Regions from separate parts of the Gossypium arboreum genome. Here region 2 is linked to region 1. A link is a contact called in public Hi-C data. All regions are on one chromosome and are shown on one strand. The core of a region is the stretch at or near the end of the contact, and the rest is flanking DNA. Distances in the headings are between cores, read along the strand shown. Region 1 holds the start of LOC108460192. Region 2 holds the start of LOC108464909 (protein virilizer homolog).

What was found. A called contact is a pair of places that touch in the nucleus more often than the background predicts.
Region 2: a Hi-C map of leaf shows a contact between it and region 1, with 3 times the contacts expected there. The contact joins the promoter of LOC108464909 here to the promoter of LOC108460192 in region 1. A contact is called at or near these places in 2 of 5 Hi-C or Micro-C datasets (both in leaf).

The regions. Positions count from the first base shown.
Region 1 is chr4:41,200,396-41,206,871 of ASM2569848v2, forward strand. It overlaps LOC108460192, which reads right to left and starts at 3,519. Exons shown (of 28, transcript XM_017759586.2): 1 at 3,003-3,519; 2 at 2,790-2,884; 3 at 2,296-2,395; 4 at 1,977-2,081; 5 at 1,653-1,815. The coding sequence starts at 3,165. LOC108460507 (DExH-box ATP-dependent RNA helicase DExH1) reads left to right here and starts at 5,852. Exons shown (of 16, transcript XM_017760022.2): 1 at 5,852-6,307. The coding sequence starts at 6,020.
Region 2 is chr4:41,555,382-41,561,724 of ASM2569848v2, forward strand. It overlaps LOC108464909 (protein virilizer homolog), which reads left to right and starts at 4,677. Exons shown (of 28, transcript XM_053027178.1): 1 at 4,677-5,071; 2 at 5,298-5,386. The coding sequence starts at 4,997.

The sequences.
Region 1 (6,476 bases), core at 2,269-4,768:
AAGAAGGCAATTAGCTTCCCATGTTGTCACAGCCCAGCTCTAATGCCATGACCACTGGCATCAGTGTCTAGGCTAAATTCTGAATTGAAACCAGGCATTGTAAGAACAAAGTGTTGTGCACATGGCTTTATTGAGTTGTAAGAAAGCATCATTGGTTGTGTTGGTCCATTCCCACTTGACTTCCTTCTTCAATAGTGTAGTCAATGGCTTAGCCATTGCCCTATAGTGTTAAATGAACTATATAGCCAAACAAACCCAAAAAACCTCTCAATTCATTCACTGAAGTTGGTGTTGGCCAGTTCAACACAATATCGACCTTAGTAACATCCATAGAGACTGAGCCTTTGGAAATGATGTGACCCAGGTATTCTATCTTAGTGGTACCAAAAGTACATTTGCTCTTTTTCGCAAATAACCGATGCTCTCGAAGTAATTGAAGGACCTCCCTTAAATGGACCAAATAAGCATACGAGTCCACTAAATACACTAGGATGTCATTAAAAAAAAAAAGCACTGATTTTCTAATAAGTGTTTTGAAGACTACATTCATCAAAGACTGAAAACTCGAGGGTGCATTGATGAGGCCAAAGGGCATGACTTAAAACTCGTAATGGCCCTTATGTGTCCTAAATGCAATTTTGTGTATGTCCTGCTGCATTTTGATATGAAGATAGCCAGATCTCAGGTCCAGCTTCGAGAAGAATGTTGCTTGACTAAGCTCATCGAGTAGCTCTTCAATAACAAGGATAGGGAACTTATCCTTTATCCTTGATTATAAGTTGATTTAATTGCATGTAGTTTACACATAAACGCCAGCTCCCACCCTTATTTTTCACTATGACAATTGGTGAGGCAAAGGAACTGCAGTTGTTTCTAATTATTCTAGCCTAAAGCGTCTCTTGAATCATTCTTTCCATTTCATTCATTTGGAGTATGGAGTACTAGTAGGGCCTAACCTATAACTTTACTTGCAAGAAAAGATGGTCTATAAACAAGTTGTAGTCTTTACAGCCATTATTTATTGTTCTGATTATTTTCTAACTTAATAGAAAAACTAGAGGTTTTCTATAACCCTAAGTTTTCTAGAGTTCCACCTTTCCAATTTGTTTGTTCAGCCCTAATTCTCTTATTTGCTGCTGTTCTCTTCCCTAATCCATATCACACATGATGAGCTTCCATTTCCTACAGCTTCTTTGAGGATGTTTTCAATCAAACCATTTTATTCTATGTCATGTAGGATTCTTTTTTTAAACTAGGTTTCTTCATACATGGCAGGAATCTCTTTCCAGGTTTTAGCTATTCAAACTGAGGTTCTTGCATTTTCCACTTGGGTTCATGTCTCCATGCATACATATGGTTGGTAATATAATATATTCAATTAGCTGCAGCTGAAATATTCTTGCAAGCCTAATCAGCAGCCTTAAAATGTCGTAATAACAAAAGTAAGAAAAATAAAATTAATATATAACGATTAATAAAAAAAAGAAAGAAATGTATATTATTTATGCACATTGCTCCACAGAAAAATAAAAAGTTAAATCTATATAGGCATGCATGTCCTTATGAAATTAGAGAGCAGAATTAACAGCATTTTATCATGCTTATCGAACTTAATAATTTCAACCATAAACAAATATGAAGGTGTGGCATACTTCTCTGAAGCACCATCTTGATTATCATGCACAAGTAAGTAATGCTTCAAAATCTTTGGGTCCATTGCACCATCATTGAGAAGGGAGGGCAATTTGTTGGTGTTAAAGAGGTCTAAAAATCTATTTATGGGTTCCTCATCCCTTGAAGAAACAACCAAAAGGCCTACAAATCATTTTTGGAGAAGAAACAATCAACAAGAGAATACAATACGGTGTCTAGAATGAATAGTTTAAAGAAATCCATAAAGTGGAAAGGACATGATTAGCAGAGCTTAAATGCAACAAGGGGAAAAGGATGGTATTGAATAAACTTCCAAAGCTTACATGCCACAGGATGATCAAAAGCTTCATGATCAGAAAAAGACAAGGTACGTACAAGCTCTTTATTGAAAAACTGAAACCATGTCGGTAAAATTTCAGACTCATGCCCTGCATAAAACATTCACCATATATAAATCAAAGCAACTAGTTAAGTTTTATTAATAACTACAAAAAATAAGGTCATGCTACAAAATCAGACAATCTCAATAGAATATTAAAAATGAAAATCTAGCCACAGGAAACAAAATGCTAATAAAAATGACAACAATAAACCATGCAAAATGATACCCGTTAAAAGATTTCAAACTTGAAAGTAACTTACTTGAGAGAAGATCATTCACTTGAGGTAGATCTGAAGATATTTCAGGGAAATCGTCCTCTCCCGCCTTAGTAATAACTTGCTTTAGTCTCTCCTTTGCTACCTAGTCAATTGACATATATTTCAGAAGCAAACCTCCAGAAAATGAAGCTAAAAATTCTCACATGATTGAAATTGCAGACCCACTATGAAGTGTAAAACATACAACTTTTAGACTTATCAGGGTACAATAAATCTCCCTCGATCCAATCAGTTAAAATTTCCAGATTCTTACACTAATATACTCTATAAAAGCTCAAAAATCAATGTCAGATATATTCCAACTGAAATAGCTCGGTCTTCTAATTCGACTAATAGCTTACCGGTGCTGGCGATTACGTTCCTATTACCAAATTCTCGTTATCACGTAAATCCAAATCATAGAAATTTGAATTCAGTGATCTTCACCTACGTATATATTATTAAGCTACAAAACCAGGAATCTCAAGAGAAATTACCTCGAGATTGGGTTGCCAAATATCCGAGGCGTAAAACAACCTAAATTTGAACTTGTGCAACCTGTAGGGTTGATCAATCGCCGTCCGAACAGGCACTGTCACCATAATTCAGATAAGTAAAAAAGAAAAGTAAGTCACCTCAAAGTCAACGTACAAATACACAAACACGTACAACTGTGGACATAAAAATAGAGAAAGTTTCGGATTACTCACCATCGATGTTGGTGAAGTCGCAGAAAGGGGAGAGCATTTGGACAAAGGAGAGGCCGTTCTTAAGGCAAGATTCTTCTACGAGTGGAGTGCAAAGCACCATAACCACCGGAGTGATCTCCTCCAACAGCATCTTTCCAAGCGGAGTATTCGCCGGATCCACCATGACTCACCCTCTCCTCCGATTGGTCGGATGCCCTAATACAGGCCTAGAGCGGCTTCTCTGAAGCTCGGGGTTGATTGAACCGGAGATATGACAAGTGAACCGCTCTTTGAAGAGGTAAAGAAATAAGGCAGAGTAGCTGCCTCTAGAGCGGTTTCTTCGATCGGATCTTTCTGTTGGATGTGAGTAGGAGAGAATCAAGGTTTGGGTGGCCGGTGGTGAGGTGACGTCGAAGGAAGAAGTTGTGGGCTTTCTTGGTCATGACAATGACCATGGGCCGGAAAACCACCGGCTCAAATATCAATAAGCATTCGATGGGCTGAAGGGGTTGACTTCTTCTTTCTTTTTATGGACTATATCCATGGGCTGCAAAATCACCTACTCAAATATTTAAAAATAGAGTAAACTATAAAATTGTTACTTAATTATGCATTTTTTCTATTTTAATTATTTAATTATTTTTTATTTAATTATTCAATTTTTAAAATTAAATATTTTAGTTCTTCGATATGATGTGATCTTTTTATTAGTTTAATAATAAAATAGTCCTTTTAATGTTTATACATTTTATTAATTTGATTATGAATATAAAAATTCAGTAAAATTAGTTTTCAATGTTTACAAAATTTTTCATTTTAATTCAAGTTCTAAAAAATTAATAAACTTAGTCCTCAATATTTATAAAATATTTTAATTTTAAAATTTAAAAAATACATCGTAATTATATTTGCAATTCTCATCACATGCTGACCATAAATATAAATGTCAAAAGCAGTATAGGACACAAAATATAACAGACCATTCTAGCATCTCCACTCTCCTCCTGTATCTCTTTGACATCATTTCTTTCTCTTCGATAAGTGTAAAGTATCGACTAGAAATATCACAATGCACTAAAACTATAATTTTACTTTTTGATTGTATTCTACCTTTTCCGCTGCCCTGTGATCAACATGGAGATTGAATTCTTGCAATAGAAAGCTATAAAAGACAACAAACAGGTAGTGAGTACTGCTACTTTGCTTTTATAGTAAGATTAGTAGTAGGATAATGACTAGGTGAATTTGATAGAACCTTGTCAAATAAATCAACAACGGCCGCTGCTGAAGTATCCTATCTGTTGCGAGATAGAATTCTTGAGGCATTGCCACTTGTTTTTTTGCATTATAGAAGATTCTGAATTCTCCTTTGCTCTCAAATATCTACAGAAGCAATTAACTTTTCCAATTATCAAGTAAACATGGTTGTGAAATACCAAAGCATAATTTAAATGATAGAGTATATTTTTGTTCAACAGCCTTGCCTTAAATTTAAATTTTAAAATTTTATAATTAGAACTAAATTAACAAATTTTATAAATGTTGAGGGAAATTTTTTTAATTCAAATAAAATAATAAATTTTATAAATTTTGAGAGCTGATTTTTTCAAATTTTTTATATTTAGGATCAAATTGTTATAATGTGTAGATATTAAAAGACTAATTTTATTATTATATCAATAAAAAAACTCAATTAGCTTAGAGTAGCTGGAATATTTAATTTCAAAAATTAAGTGACTATATCAAAAGTTAACACTTACATAACAAAAAAAAGAACAAATAGCGTAATTAGGTAATATTTTTGTGATTTGCCCTTAAATATTGGATTGGATAAACAAGTTTTAATTCTATATTTGAAAATGAATATAATGAAATTAATGTGGTTAAAATATAGTCCAATTCATGTACTCTTTATATATTTAGAATTTAGTTCTTCTATTTTTAATTTCAAATATTTAGTTGTTAAATTTCATAATTTAAGCCTAGTTGTTAATATCATTAAAATTCTTTCATTAAATCTATTAATGCGACATCTTAAATAAAATAAAATAAAACAAATACTCACTTAATAGTCACGTAACAATTTGTAATGATTAGGATCTTGTTTTAATCCTTACCTTTCAATTTTAAAAAATCAGAATTTTTTAATTGTGTAACAATTTTAGCTTGTATTTTTTTTTTTAATCTAACAGAGGAACTAAAATATTTGACATAAAAGTTAGAAAATTAAATTCCAAATGTAAAAAAAAAGCGCATTTTAATCAAATCATATTAAAAAAAATTATCCCACAAGCTAGAGTAAAAAATTAGCCTTAATATAATTTTTTACCCCTAAACTTGGCAACTAAGTTCAATTTGATACATTTTTTTTTGTCCATTTTGCCACCTAAACTAGACAATATCTATTTTGGTTCCTTAACTTGATACGATGCAATACAATCTTAAAGTGTTACGTCATTATATTTTTACTTCTTTTAAGAAATAAATATTAAAACTATACATGAACTTTGATTTGACCTGTAATTTGATACACAAGCTTTAATTTGATGTAATTATACATTGAAACTTTGATTATACTTCAAATATATATATAAATCATTAATTTTTATTTAATTGTACGTATTTAAAGAAATAAATACAATAATTTATTTTTATATTTGATATATAAAATTATTTGTATTGCAATATGTAAACTTAAAAACAATATTATATCGATAATCGTATTAATAATTTATGAAGATTGATTAAATTAATATTTAATAGAAAGTTTACAATCAACATTAATATATAATATTACATATTAAATTATAATTTATGTATAATTTTAATATTTATAGTTGAAATAAAAATTGCATTAACCCAAAAGTTTACTAGCAAGATTAATGTGAGAAATGATAACCTAAAGCATGATATTGTTCAAATCGCTTCACGAACCAATAAACCAACTCAACTAACCGCCCCACTTCCCACAGTGCGATCCATCCATTACCATGTGCATAAAGTAAGAGCTCCAATTTTCTTCGGTCCACCGTGTATAAATGCCTGTGCGCTTGCTTAGCATTAATAATAAGCTCACTTCGCTTCTTTTCAATCGCCCCTTCCCCGCCCCTACGCCGATCTTTCCTTTTTCTCCACTCCAGATTTCATCTTTCGCTATGTCTTATCGCCCTAACTACCAAGGTGGCCGTCGAGGCGGGGGTCCCAACTCCGGCCGCGGAGGTGGGCGCCGAGGAGGCGGCGGCGGAGGACGCGGAGGACGAGGCGGTGAACAGCGCTGGTGGGACCCGGCTTGGCGCGCTGAGCGTCTCCGTCAAAAGGCCGCTGAGGTATCTAGGAACTGCAAAATTTTGTTTTTGGCTTGTTTGAAATTACGTAACTAAGGTTTAAGCTGCTGATTAAGTTTTTGCCTCATTATGCAATTAGCTTCTGTTTTAGGATGTTTCTGATTGACGTTTGAAATACAAAGGTAAATACTAGCAATTTTGAATGATTTTA
Region 2 (6,343 bases), core at 3,427-5,926, 360 kb after region 1:
GTGATTTAAGTGGAATTTATGTGAATATTGATTGAAATAGAGAAAGTGAATTAAATACCCTATTAACTAGTCGGGCTAAGTCGGATATAGTTAGCATGCCATAGGATTTGAAGTGTTTAGGGATACTTCAACCTTGAGTCGATGAGACACTGGGTGTCACTATTTTACTTCGGATAGATTCGATGAGGTACTGGGTACCACTTTACTTTGGCTAGGACAATGAGACACTGGGTGTCAACTTTATTTCGAACTATCAGATGAGGCACTGGGTGCCATTCTGGTGTGTTTGGTTGGATCCGTATATCTGCCAAAGTTCAGGTTTGTTAATAGGGTGAAAACCTAAAATGAGAAATTTAAATAAATTAGATTGAACGTATTATTTAAAATAATGAAAGAAATGAGAAAGTTAAATTGTGGATTGAAATTGAGATTGAAAATGGAAGGCATGAACTAAATGTTGATGTAGTGAAGAAAATTGAAGTCTATGATATTTGATTGAAACTGATAAATAGTTGAAATTGTGTTACTATTATTAACGAATGAAGTTTAAGAATGAGTTAATATTTGAGAAAATTCATTTGTTACATGTTTAATATTTATATTTCATTATTGTTATTATAGTTTGAATTATTGTTATTATAGTTTGAATTATAGTAATACCACTGAGTATGTCTATACTCAAGATACTGATTATTTTCTCGTATGCAGTCAAGAGGAGTCAAAATCGGTCCAAGATCCAACCAATCCCGATCTCAGCAACCTTGGTGATGTATATTTTATTTTGGTATATGTGGCATGTACCTAGTTTGTATTTTGAATTAATGTGGTTTTGGATTGTAAGGATAATATGTAATGATTTAAATTGGTAAATGAACGATTAAATATTTGAAATGGTATAAATATGACATTATGTTTGAATTGATAATTGAATAGAACTTTTAATTTAATTTGAATAATGGTATGAATGATCATATAGTAAATTCTAGTATTAATCTTGGTATGTTTTAGATGTTTACATATATGAATTGAATTGGTTATATCATTGGTATTAGATTGGTTTCGGTTTGAAATTGCAAGGAGGTTAAATGTATATAAAGGAGGTTATATTGAGTTAAAAAAATTTAAAATTTACGGAAATTCTCCGAGCACCTGGATAAGTCCCGATCCACTTCTAATACGTGTTTTGGGCCTCGAGGGTCCATTATAGGGACTTAAGGATTAAATTTATACTTTGTATGTTAATTATTTGTGAGTTATTCGTAATTTGTTCGATATGTCTGGTAATGCTCTGTAACCCTATTCTAGTGACAGTATAAGGTTAGGAGGTGTTATAGTTACTAATTTGATTAGGGTCCTGAATGTGTTACAGACACACCACAACTCATATGAGCTTCCCAATTTGCAGCATGTATGAACTTCGAATTTGCAGCTCGTATGAGCTTACCGATTCACAGCTCGTGAGAGCATACCAATTCATAGCTCGCATGAGCATACATGTACATAAATTGACGGCTTACAGTTCAGTACACCTTGTGTGTATTACCTGTGTATCCAACGATATTTTAAAATGTTTAACGGGCGATGTTCTGTTATGAGACAATATGAGTTTATACGAACTATTACAGGTATATACATGAAATACATAGAAATGATATTGCATGATATATTGAAACATGAAATGGATGATACATGTATATGAAACTTGCTTAGTGGTTATGTTCATCCATGTTTATTGGCTATTATATGTGTTTTACATGGCTAACATGTTGAGGATATGTGTTTAGGCTTTTGGCCAAATTGATTTGGATATGTTTTGTATGCTTACCTTAAATGTGATTAAATGGTAAGTTAATTTTCTTGTTATATGAACTTACTAACCTTAAATGCTTATTTTTTGTTATTTTCTGTGTTTTATAGTAATTCGGAAGCTCGTTCGGGTTGGAAGCTTGTCGGAGCTATTTCACACTATCCATCGGCTCTTTTGGTACTTTCAGTAAATTAATTCCGGTTATAATGGCATGTATAGGTTAATTTGGCTAATGTTGGCATATAAGTGTTTTGTTGAGATTAACCACTTAAATGACTTATGTTTGGTATATTTTGATGTATATATATGTGGTCTTATCATATTGATGTTTGTTAGAATGGTATATTTGGTACCATTTGGGATTATGCATATATGTATTTGGTTATTTAGGTAAGTTTGGATACTTGGTTGACATGTTTTTAAGTCATCATTTGAGGTGCCTAAGGGCATATTGGTTGTATGTGGTGATATTTCATGTTTAAGGCTTGATTTTGCCTTGTTTTGAATGCCTTATTATGGCTTGTTGATGTGCAAAAATGTTGAGTTAGGTTGGTGTCAAATTGGGTGAGAAATGTGGCTTGGAAATTGACCTATTTTAATCCACATGGGCAGAGACACAAGAGTATGTGACACACGACCAAATGACACGACCGTGTGTCCCTTGTATCTTCTTAAGAATGCAAGTCAGTATACTTATATAGCTTAGCACATGGGCGTGTGACTTGGCCATATGACCCAAGTCAGAGAGTTACACGGGCATGGACACGGGCTGAGGCACGGCCGTGCGTCCCTATTTCGAATGCCCACACGGCCTGAGACACGGGCATGACTCCTGACCATGTGAGTCACATGGCCTGGCCACACAATCGTGTGACCTCTACAACTTTGAAAAATTTCAATGTTTTTTGAAAAATTTTTTAAGTATCCGATTTAGTCCCAACTTATTTCTAACGCGTATTTTGGGCCCCAAGGGCTCGTATAAAAGACAATATGTTTAATTTTGATTGGTTTCTGACATGAACGTATATGATATGAAATGTTTGCTTATTTGATCTGTAAACTCCGGTAATGCTTCGTAACCCTGTTCCGGCAATGGATATGAGTTAGGAGTGTTATAGTTACATTTTCCTTCTCTTGTTTTCTGTTTCTTCAATGATTATCTTTTGACAAAACTTAAAAAAAAAAAAAACACTCTAAACTCCATCAATGGAACTTAAGTCATGATAATGACAAAGAATAATCCATTCATATTAAAAAAAAAACATAAAAACCGTAGTCAAAGAAACCCACAACTATAATTCAAATTTTAGTTAAAAAATGGGTTTATAATGGAAAAAAAAAAGATAAAAGAGCTTGAAGAGAGGAATAGTTGTTAATGCATCCCATTTTAAACCCATTTTTGTATCTGAATTTTGAATCTTGGATGTGGAATTGTTGCCAAAAATCAAAATTTGTATGTTCTTCATTTTTCTTTTATATTTCCGTTTTATACCTAATAGTGTATCTGAATTTAGAATTTTGAATGTGGATTTTTTCTTTAATTACGGGTTGTTATATTTTCTTTTTTTGAAAATGTTAAAGGGTTATTTTTTTTGCCATTATAGTGACTTAAGTTCCATTAATGGAGTTCAAAGAAATGTTTTAAAACTTTGTCTATAATGGGAGAAAAAATGGTAGCCATTGAAGAATGTGAGAAAATAGAAGGGAGAAGAAGAGAAGGAAAATAAAGAAATAAAAAGGGAAAAAAAATTTGCTCAGAAAGAAAAAGTATAGGGACTAATTGTATAATTTAATTTAAAATTTCATCTGAAATGATTACATTAACATGCCATATTAGCTTATTTTACACCTTTATCGACTAAGTGATCATAATATAACAGATTAATAACGTTAGTGGTTATATAATAATTTTAAAAGTTTATTGATCGTAACATATTTTTTAGAAAATATAATGACTAAACTTGTAGTTTACCCTTAAATATATAAATTATTATAAATTTAGACCTCAACTTTTACAGTTTTTTATCAATTTGGTTTTTAACTTTTAGCTAACTTTGGTTATTAACATTTAAAAAAGAGTAAAATCAATTTTTTAAACAGAAATGTTGACCAAAACATTAACTTTTCATTGATGTTAATGTAACAACCCGTGAGAGTCTGTGTGTACTTCATGCTAACATTACACTATTTATCTTACGTCAACAAATAATTTAAAAATTTAAAAATAAAAAAATTATAAAAAGTTAAAAAATTAGTATGACGTATTACGTGGGTTGTCATATTTAAAAATTTAACGATTTATTAAATATTTTTGTTAAAAATAGTAATTCAACTCTTTTGAAAGGTTGATTATAAAATTGATTCTTTTAAATAGATTAGAGGCAAATTTAGCTAAAAAGAATTATGGTCAAATAGATAAAATATATAAATATTAAGGATTAAATTTATCATTGTTATTATATAAAAACTAAATTATGAATAGGTTAAAATATCCCATAAGTCCTTATACTCTTCAAAATTTGGAATTTAGTCCATATACTTCTCCTTTTAGGAATTTAGTCTCTCTACTTTTTATATTTTAAAATTTAGGTCCAACTATTAACCGTGTTAAAATTATTTTGTTAAATTTATGTTAATTACAACACCATTTTTTAGTTATATAACTACCAAGTGAATATTTTATTTTAAAATGTCACACCAATAAATTTAATAAAATTAACAATATTAACATTTGAAACTGAATTTTGAAATCTGAAAAGTAGGACTAAATTCCTAGAAATAAAGCTAAAAGGACTAAATTCTTAATTTAAAAAGAGTACAGGGACTTGTGACATATTTTAACCATCTAATTATTACTTAATGTAACGAAGGATCAAATTAGAAAAATCTTGAAATCTCCATAGGAAAAAAGAAAAGTTTTGAAATCTGAAGGTATTTAATTTTAATTAGTAAAACCTTGTTCTAACTCCGCCTTCCCTCTCTGGTTCAAGGTCCGGTTAGGCCAAAAAACAAAAACTGAACCCCCTTTCAACCAGAACCAAACACTCTTTAATCGGCGGCGGGGGTTTAGAAATCAAATCCAAAACCCTAAAAATCTTAAACAAACCCAAATCCAGAATTTTTCCTCAGATTTTCATGTCCCCTCGTTAATCGGACCCGAAGATCGATAAACTAACACCCTAAACCAAAATGGGTCGACCCGAGCCCTGCGTTCTGTTTTCTCAGACTTTTGTTCACACTCACTTGGACGAATACGTCGACGAGGTATCTTGTTTTCTTGGTGTGGATTCTTTCTTCCCTTTTTGGCATTTTATGAAATGGGTTGGCAAGGAATAATTAAATGATATTTTTTTGTGGTAATCCAGGATTTTATTGGAATGTTTCGTTGGTTCTTGGTTTATTGATTGAATGTAGTATTGCATTTTCTTTTATAAGAATTTAATTTATGGGTTTCGGTTGTGTTTTGATTTTGATTTCTTGTTTTTCTCAGGTATTGTTTGCTGAACCAGTTGTTATAACTGCGTGTGAGTTCCTTGAACAGAATGCGTCCTCAGCTTCTCAAGCTGTATCGCTTGTTGGGTATGTTAAGCTAGTAAGCTTCCTACAGTTTGTAGGGTTATTTTTCTCATGGGAACTGTTCATGTACATGATAATGTTGGTGTTATAATTTTGTTTTCTTCGCATGATTTTATTGAATTATGGTCATTAGAAGCTAGGGAAGTATGTATACAATTGACATATCCCTCTCCTGAAATATATTATATGTTGTTTTGTTGGTATGATGTAGTTCAGTAGTGGAAGTTTTAATTTGGCACTTATATTGTGTTTCGTTGGAGGGAAAGAACAGCAAAAGAATAGGAATGGTAAGCAGGGGTTAATTGGTGGGAATTGTTCCTCCTTTAGGCGAGTCAAAATAAATTTAAGGAAAATGATTGTTGATTGATGAATTGATTTGAATTGTTTTAATATGTTGAGATGAGACTTCTCCTCTTTCTTTTCTTCCATTTATTGATTGCCAATTCTTTATTTTTCTGCCTTATCCAATTTCTCTCAAGAGTGGCAATGTTTTTCTCTCCCTTTCTTCGTCTAGAAATATTTCTTTCTTCTTGCCTTCCTATCAAATCGGCTTTGAAAAGTCGAACCCAATTCTGCCAAAACCCCCGATAAGCAAAAGCAAGAATGAAACTGGCATACCTTTCATCTACCTCTCTTGCTTCTCTTATGAAATTGATAGTTAAGATCATCTACCTTTTTCATACCTAAAAGCAGCCTCTCTCTTATATACGTTAGGACCAAACTCAACTGATTCACCTCAAGCAACAACAGCTTCTTAAACAGGCGAGGAAGTCGAAGCCTTTTGCACCTGCTTTATCATGGCCTAGATTGAGTGCTTTCAAACCCTTGCATCTTACCATGATTTTTTCATCCAGCTGAGCGAGGAATGTGGAGTTCTGAATTTGTTAATTGACAGATTTGAAATCTGAGACTTTGTTGATTATAAACAGTAATTGGTGCATCACAAATATGTTCTTTTGT